2 separate regions of the Anser cygnoides genome follow, and region 1 is linked to region 2. A link is a contact called in public Hi-C data. All regions are on one chromosome and are shown on one strand. Each heading gives the region's core, a stretch centred on a gene start, on an enhancer-like site or on the middle of the called end of the contact. The rest is flanking DNA. Distances are from core to core; before and after follow the strand shown.

Region 1 (3,810 bases), core at 650-3,149, 81 kb after region 2:
TACATTTCATACAGCACGACTTACAGCACTTGTTGCTCAATGGACTACTTTTTTGGTATTAGTATGGAAAGAACATTATTTAACATCTTTATCCAAAAAATCTAAGTGTCAATAAATGATTAACACATACCTCAAGCTGCTAACAACAAGATCAAATGTATCTTCTTTGAAAGGAAGGAATTCCTCATCAGCTACAATGTTGATTGTAGGTACTTCAGATTCTACAGCGTTTTTCTAATGTTGGGTTATAATAAAAACATCATCAGATATTTGCTCCTTTTGCTTTTCAGCATTATGGAATTAAGTACATTAACACTCAGAAAGCCACTTACAAAAACATTCTCTGCCATATCAACTTGAATAAGTTTTTCGACTATTTCCTGAAATAAAATAAGAAACTCCGTCAACCATTTGAGTTGTTTTATAAATCGACATGAGTTATTTTTGAACGCTTACACGTATAAAGAATTTCTAACACTTGATTAAACTTTTCATAAAGCTGAAGATATTTTTCTCCCCTAGTGTGATACTTAGCAATTGCTCCTTGGGAAAACAGTTGAGGTAAAAGTAGTAAGAACCTTGAGGTTCAGTCAGATATAAACCACAGAATAGCAGACAGCAAAGTCCATTTACAGACTGCATGGTTTATGAAGGACATGCTGTTCTTCATTTTAAAAATCCCCATACTGATAGTTCTTGCTGACAATTAAGTGTGTGCAACAAAGACTGACTGAAAAATATGCACCTCCCAACTGAGGACTGAAAGTTAACTACTCCACAACAGTAGCTTCCCTTGCACTATTATTTGTCTAATCTTCAAATCTAGAGTCCAAGTCTTACGAGGAGAGGTTGAGGGAGCTAGGGTTGTTTAGCTTGAAAAAAAGGAGGCTCAAGGGAGGCCTTATCATTCTGTACAATTACCTTAAAGGTGTTTGTAACGAGGTGGGGGTTAGGCTTTTCTCCCAAGCATCAAGTGATAAGGCGAGGGGTAGTTTGGATATTAGGAGAAATTTCCTTACTGAAAGGGCTGTGCGGCATTGGAACAGGCTGCTCAGGGAAGTGGTTGAGTCCCCATCCCTGGAGGTCTTCAAGAAATGCGTAGATGTGGAACTTAGTAGCACGGTTTAGTGGTGGACTTGTCAGTACTAGGTTAAAGGCTGGACTAGACGCATCTTTGGACTGGAGGTACGTGTATGAGGTTAAAAGTAAAGGAACTTCCTCGTTAGCATTCAGAAGGTTATTTTAACTTACACCAGAGCCCTCCTAGAAAACAGATGGTAGAACACGCGCTTCGAAGCACGACACACCAGTACCTTGGTTAAATGCTGAGCGATGTAACCTCTCCCAGAGCCCACATCCAAAGCGAGAGGGAAGGTCCTGGAGGACAGGCGGAACAAGGTTTAAAGCCGCGCTCCCTCCAGCCCCGCTCCGAGCACGCCTCCAGCTGCCGGGCGGCGAGACCCACCTGGGGATGTCCAGCAGCCTGTCGGCCACCCTGCCGCCGACCTGTGGGGACAGCCTGCCCGTCAGCGACACCGGGGGCGCGGTGCCATCCCCGTTCCCATCCCCGTCCCCGTCCCTACCCCACCTCCTCCCGCAGGTACTCGCACTGCGCCCGCTGCGCCTGCACCGCCGCCCAGTTCTTCTGCTTCCGCTTCAGCCGCCGGTCGAAGGGGCTCAGCACGCCCGGAGAGGCGGCGGTAGGGGGCGAAGAGGAGACAGCAGCGGCGGCCGGCGGCACCCACAGCCGGCGCCCACCCCACCTCACGACCCCCCGCCGCCACACACGGCCCGCCGCCGCCATGATGCGCGGCGCGCACCCGCCCCTTCCCCTCCGCCCCTCCCCGAGCATGCGCGCCGCCGCCATTTTGCGGGATTGGCTGGGAGCGGGCTGAGCGCTGCGGCCGCCGTAGCTGTGGTGGCAGCGCGTGGTGGGCTGAGGTGAGGTGCTGCCGGCCGGTGGTGGGCCGTTAACGGTTTTAACGGTCGTTACCGAGTTTTAACGGTCGTTACCGGGCGGTGGGCGCGGGTCAGTGGTAGGGTCTGTTGTTGGGGGGCAGCCTGAGCTCGCCGTGAGTCCTTCTCCCACCGCCGCCCCCAGGGTTTGGGGCTTTCCCTGCGCGTTCCTTGGGGAATCCTTTTAGATAGAGGTTACAAACTTGACTTTATTAATTTTTTTTTTCCAGTTATGTATCTAAAATTATACTTTTTCGAATACAAACTGCTTTCTTTTCTTTCATGTTCCAGTTACCCAAGCCTCCATTGACACCCAAAATGGCATCCCAGCAGGAAATCCTGAGCGATGAGCGGTTCAGCCGCGTCACCAGGGATCCCAGGTTTTGGGAGATGCCAGAAAAAGATCGCAAAGTCAAGATCGACAAGCGGTTCCGGGCAATGTTTCACGACAAGAGGTTCAAGCTCAAGTGCGCGGTGGATAAAAGAGGGCGCCCTGTTAACTATACCTCTGTGGAGAACCTCAGGAAGTTTTATGCCCTGTCAGAGTCTGACTCTGAACTTTCAGAAGATGATAGTGAAGTATGCACAGAGAAGAAAAAAAAGAAGAAGAAAGCTAAGCCTAAAGAAGAAGTAGATTCTGTAAAACCACTTGCTGATGGTCACCCTAGGAAAGAGAGTAAACTAACCAAACAAGGGGCGGACCGAACGGGTGAAGCCGTGACAAAACTGAATGATCAAAATGAGGGGCAGAAAGTTGCATTGAGGACCAAGTTGAAAGAGGACTCTAAGAAAATTGTAACAGAAATTGATCACTGTCAGGGAAACAAGGACCTTTCACCCCCATGGGAAAACAAGCAAAGAAATGAATCAGGAGGAAGATTGGTTTCAGTTCAAAACAAGCAAAAGCCTTCACGGCCAAGTGGTGCTAAATCAGAAAAAGCTCCTAGGAAGGATCATTCCCTAGGAGGAAAAACAAAAGAATCAGGTTAGTTGTTAAAGTAACAGGTAAATTCACCTATATTTATATGTGTGTTGTTGCCATTGTTTTATGCATAGAAAATATATATATATATTTTTTTCCCGCAATATCAGCCATGGAATAACTGGCTCGGGTTCAGTGTTGCCGAAGAATCAGAGTTGGTCAGCTGCTCACAGAGTTGGTGCTTGTCCTTCTGTAACATTGTGGACAACGATGTCCTCTCCTTTGCTGGAGCTGAAATCGTTCGTTAGGGTAGTTAGAAAAGTAAAATGTATTGTATTGCATACATTTGTGTATTTGCCAAACTGAATATTGAATATAAGGTCTGATGCCATGAGAACTTAATATAAACAGTCACTAAGTGAAAGCATAAGAAGAGCAGTGTAAGCCCTTAGTACAAGAGGGAGTTAGAACAGGTGATTTGAACTCTGTTTATACTATCTCTGTGCATATAGCCTGTATTATTAAAACCCAACTTTTAATCTGTTGATTCTGTATGTATAGTTAGAATAAAATAATAATAGTCTGTTAATTCGCTAATACAACTGTAGGACTGGAGAGCAATAAATTAAACAAACTGAAGAGGCAATACTGATGATTTGTTGTTTGTACTTCCATGATATAGCCTGTTCTTGTGTTATGTACTTAAGAGGTTTTGTAACTCCATACAAAGTAAACCTTTGTTTTTTCATCCTTGTAAAAGATCTTATGTAGTTACAGCATAAAAATGGATATTTAATGTTTATATTTTAGGGACTGTGCACAGAGACACCTGTGATGAAAGTGATGTCAGTGAAAGCCAATTAGAGGAAGAAACTTCTGAGGGAGAAAACTTAGAGTATGCAGAAACAGAAGAGGAGTCACAAGACGATGGG
Region 2 (3,694 bases), core at 1,099-3,598:
TCCATGGATAAAGACAATATAAACATAAAATCAAGAAAAGTATGCTAATATTTACTTACTGTAGAACAATAAAGTAAAGAAGACAGCAAAAGTACTCAAGAAAATGTCATTTTGAAATAATTAGGAAAAATACTAAGATTAAAACTTCAGAGGTCTTCCCAGCAGTGAAGAGAGGATCACGTTACCACGTGGACGCTACTGCATAGTAATGTAGAAAGGCTTTTATACATCAGCTAACTAGAAGATTAATAGCAACTTTCATTTGCCAATAACATCTTTACTTTAAAATTTTTGAACCCCAACAAGTAACTAATGATTCTACATGTACTCCAGTAACCCACTAGCATGTCTCCACGTGTGGAGTTATGCAGAGAGAAAAAACAATGCAATCCAAGAAACTAGGTATTCTAATTTCCATGCTGCATGAGCAAACGTTTCTATGCTTTTTATAAAAGGCACGAGCCATCTCCACATAGCTTTTTACCACGGTAGGCAAAATATATCCCTGAAGCTGTGTTGGCTACAATTGATCTCCATACTTTATTCCGTTACAGAAAATGCAGTAAGTTTCCTTCCAATAAATAATACCAAAAATTGGTTCTTACAAAAGAACCAGTACTCCTAACAATTAAGGACAAGGCCAGCCACATACTAGGAAAAAAAAAAATCCAGCCTACAGACACAAACCATGCACTTTTCAGGGTGGGAAGCAAAGACACCTTCCTATAGTCTGTCCCAACTAGCCAAATTAGGTTACTATAGCCCAATACATGAAGAAATTAATTGTATTTGCTTTTTTTTTTTGTCACAAGATGCTGTAACACATTTCTTCACTTCAATCACTTACACAGACACACAGTCACTAAACTAGAAGAGGTTCTAAAACATTTAGAGCTCTGTAGGTCATAACCAAAAATTCAAAAAACAGTCTCCCTACAAGAAAGCAAATATTTCAACTACATAAAACAGTAAGCCACATCTCCTATCACCTTATTGTTAAGAGTTTCACATTATCTAGTCTACAAATGGCTCGATTTGAAAAACAGACTAATGTACTGCAGTAGTTTAGTATCAAAGTTCAATTTTCTGCCGCTATCAAGTGTGAAGTCCCAGCTATACAAGCTAAATCAAAAAACGGATGCAAAAATTATTTTTTTTCCTGGTGACCATGATATTCAAGTTTCAGAATAATCCTTCTCATAGTAAAGGCACACAAGATGAACAGACGCAACAGAGAAACTGGGGAAAAACAGTTTCCAACAGGTTTCCACAGCACACAGCAATTTTATGCAGCTTTCCAGAGCTCACGCTCGCAACGTAGATATCCTCGCAATAAAGGATTTTCAAGCCATACCAACATAAAACCATTTGCCACCTACCTGCATTGACGATGGCATCGACCTCAAGCAACGTGATGTCGCCTCTGTACAGGGAGACTTTCTCGCTCAGGCTTTTCTTCCCCTGCTGATCTTCCTTAGCATTTTCACCTACGGGACAAGAAAGTAACAAAAGCAGGTTACAAAAGCAGCTCTAAAATGACTACTTATAAGTTGTGAGCAGGCCCCAGCAGTTCCAGTCACAGGACCATGACATTTTGTGGTTTGGCCTCGCGAGGGCACCAGCAGCCCACAGACTCCAGCAGCATCTCCCTGCAGCCACACCGCCTGCTTGTTTGCAGGTACAAAGCTACTGAAATACCTTCTGGTTAAAAAACAGCATGCACATACACATTTTTTTGGAGCTAGTTCCATCAAATACTTTTCCTTGGTAGCTGCAAGGGTACAAAATTACAGAAAAAAAGAATTAGTTAAGATAATCCTCCCACTGCAGCAATAATTTATCCAACCCAGAATTAATTTATCAGACCCAGAATTACTCAGGATCTGGGTAACAGCACTGAGCAAGCAGCCTGCCAACAGCCCCCCACTGGGAACTAGTCCTGACACAACAGGCAGCGGGGAGAAGAAAAACCTAAACAAAAACACCAGTAAATTTCAACTCAGAACTTGGCCACCATCAACTGCTTTACTGGAAAGGGGTTGAAGACTCCACATAAATCAGCTTTCATATGGATTCCTTACTGAATGGTGTCATAGCAAGTCCCATATGCTGGTAAACTGACAATTTTGCATCACCAATTCACTTCCCTAGCATCATACTATCTGTAAAATTGTTCAGTTACCTCAAATACTTCCACACACACTTATCAGCCAGTACGTTTAGCAGTCTTGCACTGCAAGACACCCAAGTCATTAGAAAAGAAGTAGGGAGAGAAGGAAAGATTGTGGTTGTGGTTTTTTTTTGTTTGTTTGTTTTAAATTAGTTCTTTACAAGTCTCAAGAAGCTCAAGTTCATATATTGACCAGAAACAGAACTGAGCCTCTGAAGTGACAATGTAAGAGGGGAATAGCTTTCAATCCTCAAAACAAATATTTTCCTTTAAGTAAAACAAACTCAAGGGAAGATTTAGCAAGAGAGTAGAAGCAATGTAAACAAATCTGGCTCCAAATATTTCTGATCAACCTTCACTTTAATCAATTCCCGTAAGTTAGAGCATATCTGCTCCAATCCGTCAGCATTATAAGCAACCACAAATAGAAATAAGTTGCATTTATTTTAGATGTTGCTTTAACTTCAGCACAAACAACTGCTATCAGAAATCACCATTTATCTCAGCCTCTCCAAAATAACAAGTCTTACTCAATTCTGGCTTAGATCAGCTATCACATGCATAGTGCAAAGTCCACGTCACCTCCAGCAAAAACATACATTACCACTACGACTTATATTTAGCATAAAGGTTGTCTTGTACTGAAATGTGTGTATTCATGAATTTTATTCCTATATTTGGCTCCTAAAGCTATTATTATTCCATTGCTAACCAGATCAGCCTCAGCATCTTAGATAGGACAAAAAGTATCTCTATACAAGAGGTACCAAGTTTTTTATCCTATTAAAAAATCTTTTATTATCCTAAACTAACAAACATTATGCTGTTCCTCAGTTTTTCCACATAAGGTAAGCATTGAAGCTAGCTGTTGAGTCATATTAAAATAAAAATCAACCTCTGACTGATTTACACAGTGTGATTTATTATCTGCTTTCCTGTTAGCAAGGAAAGGATGTTCTGTTAGCAAGCAGGACAGTTTTCGCCATCTTTCCCCAGTGAATGTGCTACTGGAGCACTGCCAAATTTAACACACACAAGCCGTAATTCTCTCCCCTCCACTTCGTGTTCAAGTTCTGCACCACAGGCTAACATCACCAACATGTCAAATTCTCCAAAGCGAACCATTTAAATTTAATTATCAAGTACATTTTGGATGTTAGGGTATTCATACCAATACCCTACACTAAAAACACAAAAAATTCACCTAGAAGAGCCATGAAGAGAACAGGTAGCACAGAATATAGAAATTAATTCTCGTTATTGCTAACCTCTGGGTGAGAGGCAGAGCAGAGATAGCCCTTACTTTAGGCAATCCACCAGCAAAGTCATCCAACTCCATCTGTAGGATGCCACACAGCACCATCACTGCCTCCTTCTGGCCTCCGCATACATCACAAATTCACCTACAGTTCTTCCTGCTCATGAGTACTGAACACATTTCAGCAAAACCACTCTCAAGAGGCCTTCCCCACAAAAAATATAATTAGTAAATTCACTGTGTCACAAGCCAAAAAACAAACTCAA

What was found. A called contact is a pair of places that touch in the nucleus more often than the background predicts.
Region 1: a contact with region 2 is called in a Hi-C map of liver, with 2.1 times the contacts expected there. The contact joins the promoter of NDUFAF5 here to the enhancer-like site in region 2. A contact is called at or near these places in 4 of 7 Hi-C or Micro-C datasets (granulosa cells and liver).

Annotation. Positions count from the first base shown.
Region 1 is chr3:3,923,231-3,927,040 of Taihu_goose_T2T_genome, forward strand. NDUFAF5 (NADH:ubiquinone oxidoreductase complex assembly factor 5) reads right to left here and starts at 1,900. Exons shown (of 11, transcript XM_048060956.2): 1 at 1,589-1,900; 2 at 1,466-1,506; 3 at 1,314-1,377; 4 at 333-380; 5 at 131-234. The coding sequence starts at 1,867. It overlaps ESF1 (ESF1 nucleolar pre-rRNA processing protein homolog), which reads left to right and starts at 1,818. Exons shown (of 14, transcript XM_048060954.2): 1 at 1,818-1,941; 2 at 2,248-2,941; 3 at 3,689-3,810. The coding sequence starts at 2,275.
Region 2 is chr3:3,841,898-3,845,591 of Taihu_goose_T2T_genome, forward strand. It overlaps MACROD2 (mono-ADP ribosylhydrolase 2), which reads right to left. Exons shown (of 18, transcript XM_066995337.1): 3 at 1,380-1,487. Among named protein-coding and RNA genes, the nearest start is that of MACROD2, 25 kb to the right of the region's middle. Within about 2 kb of position 2,349, at least 2 of the 3 cell types and tissues checked have open chromatin away from gene starts, as enhancers often do. A contact at or near this core is called in liver, where this site is marked.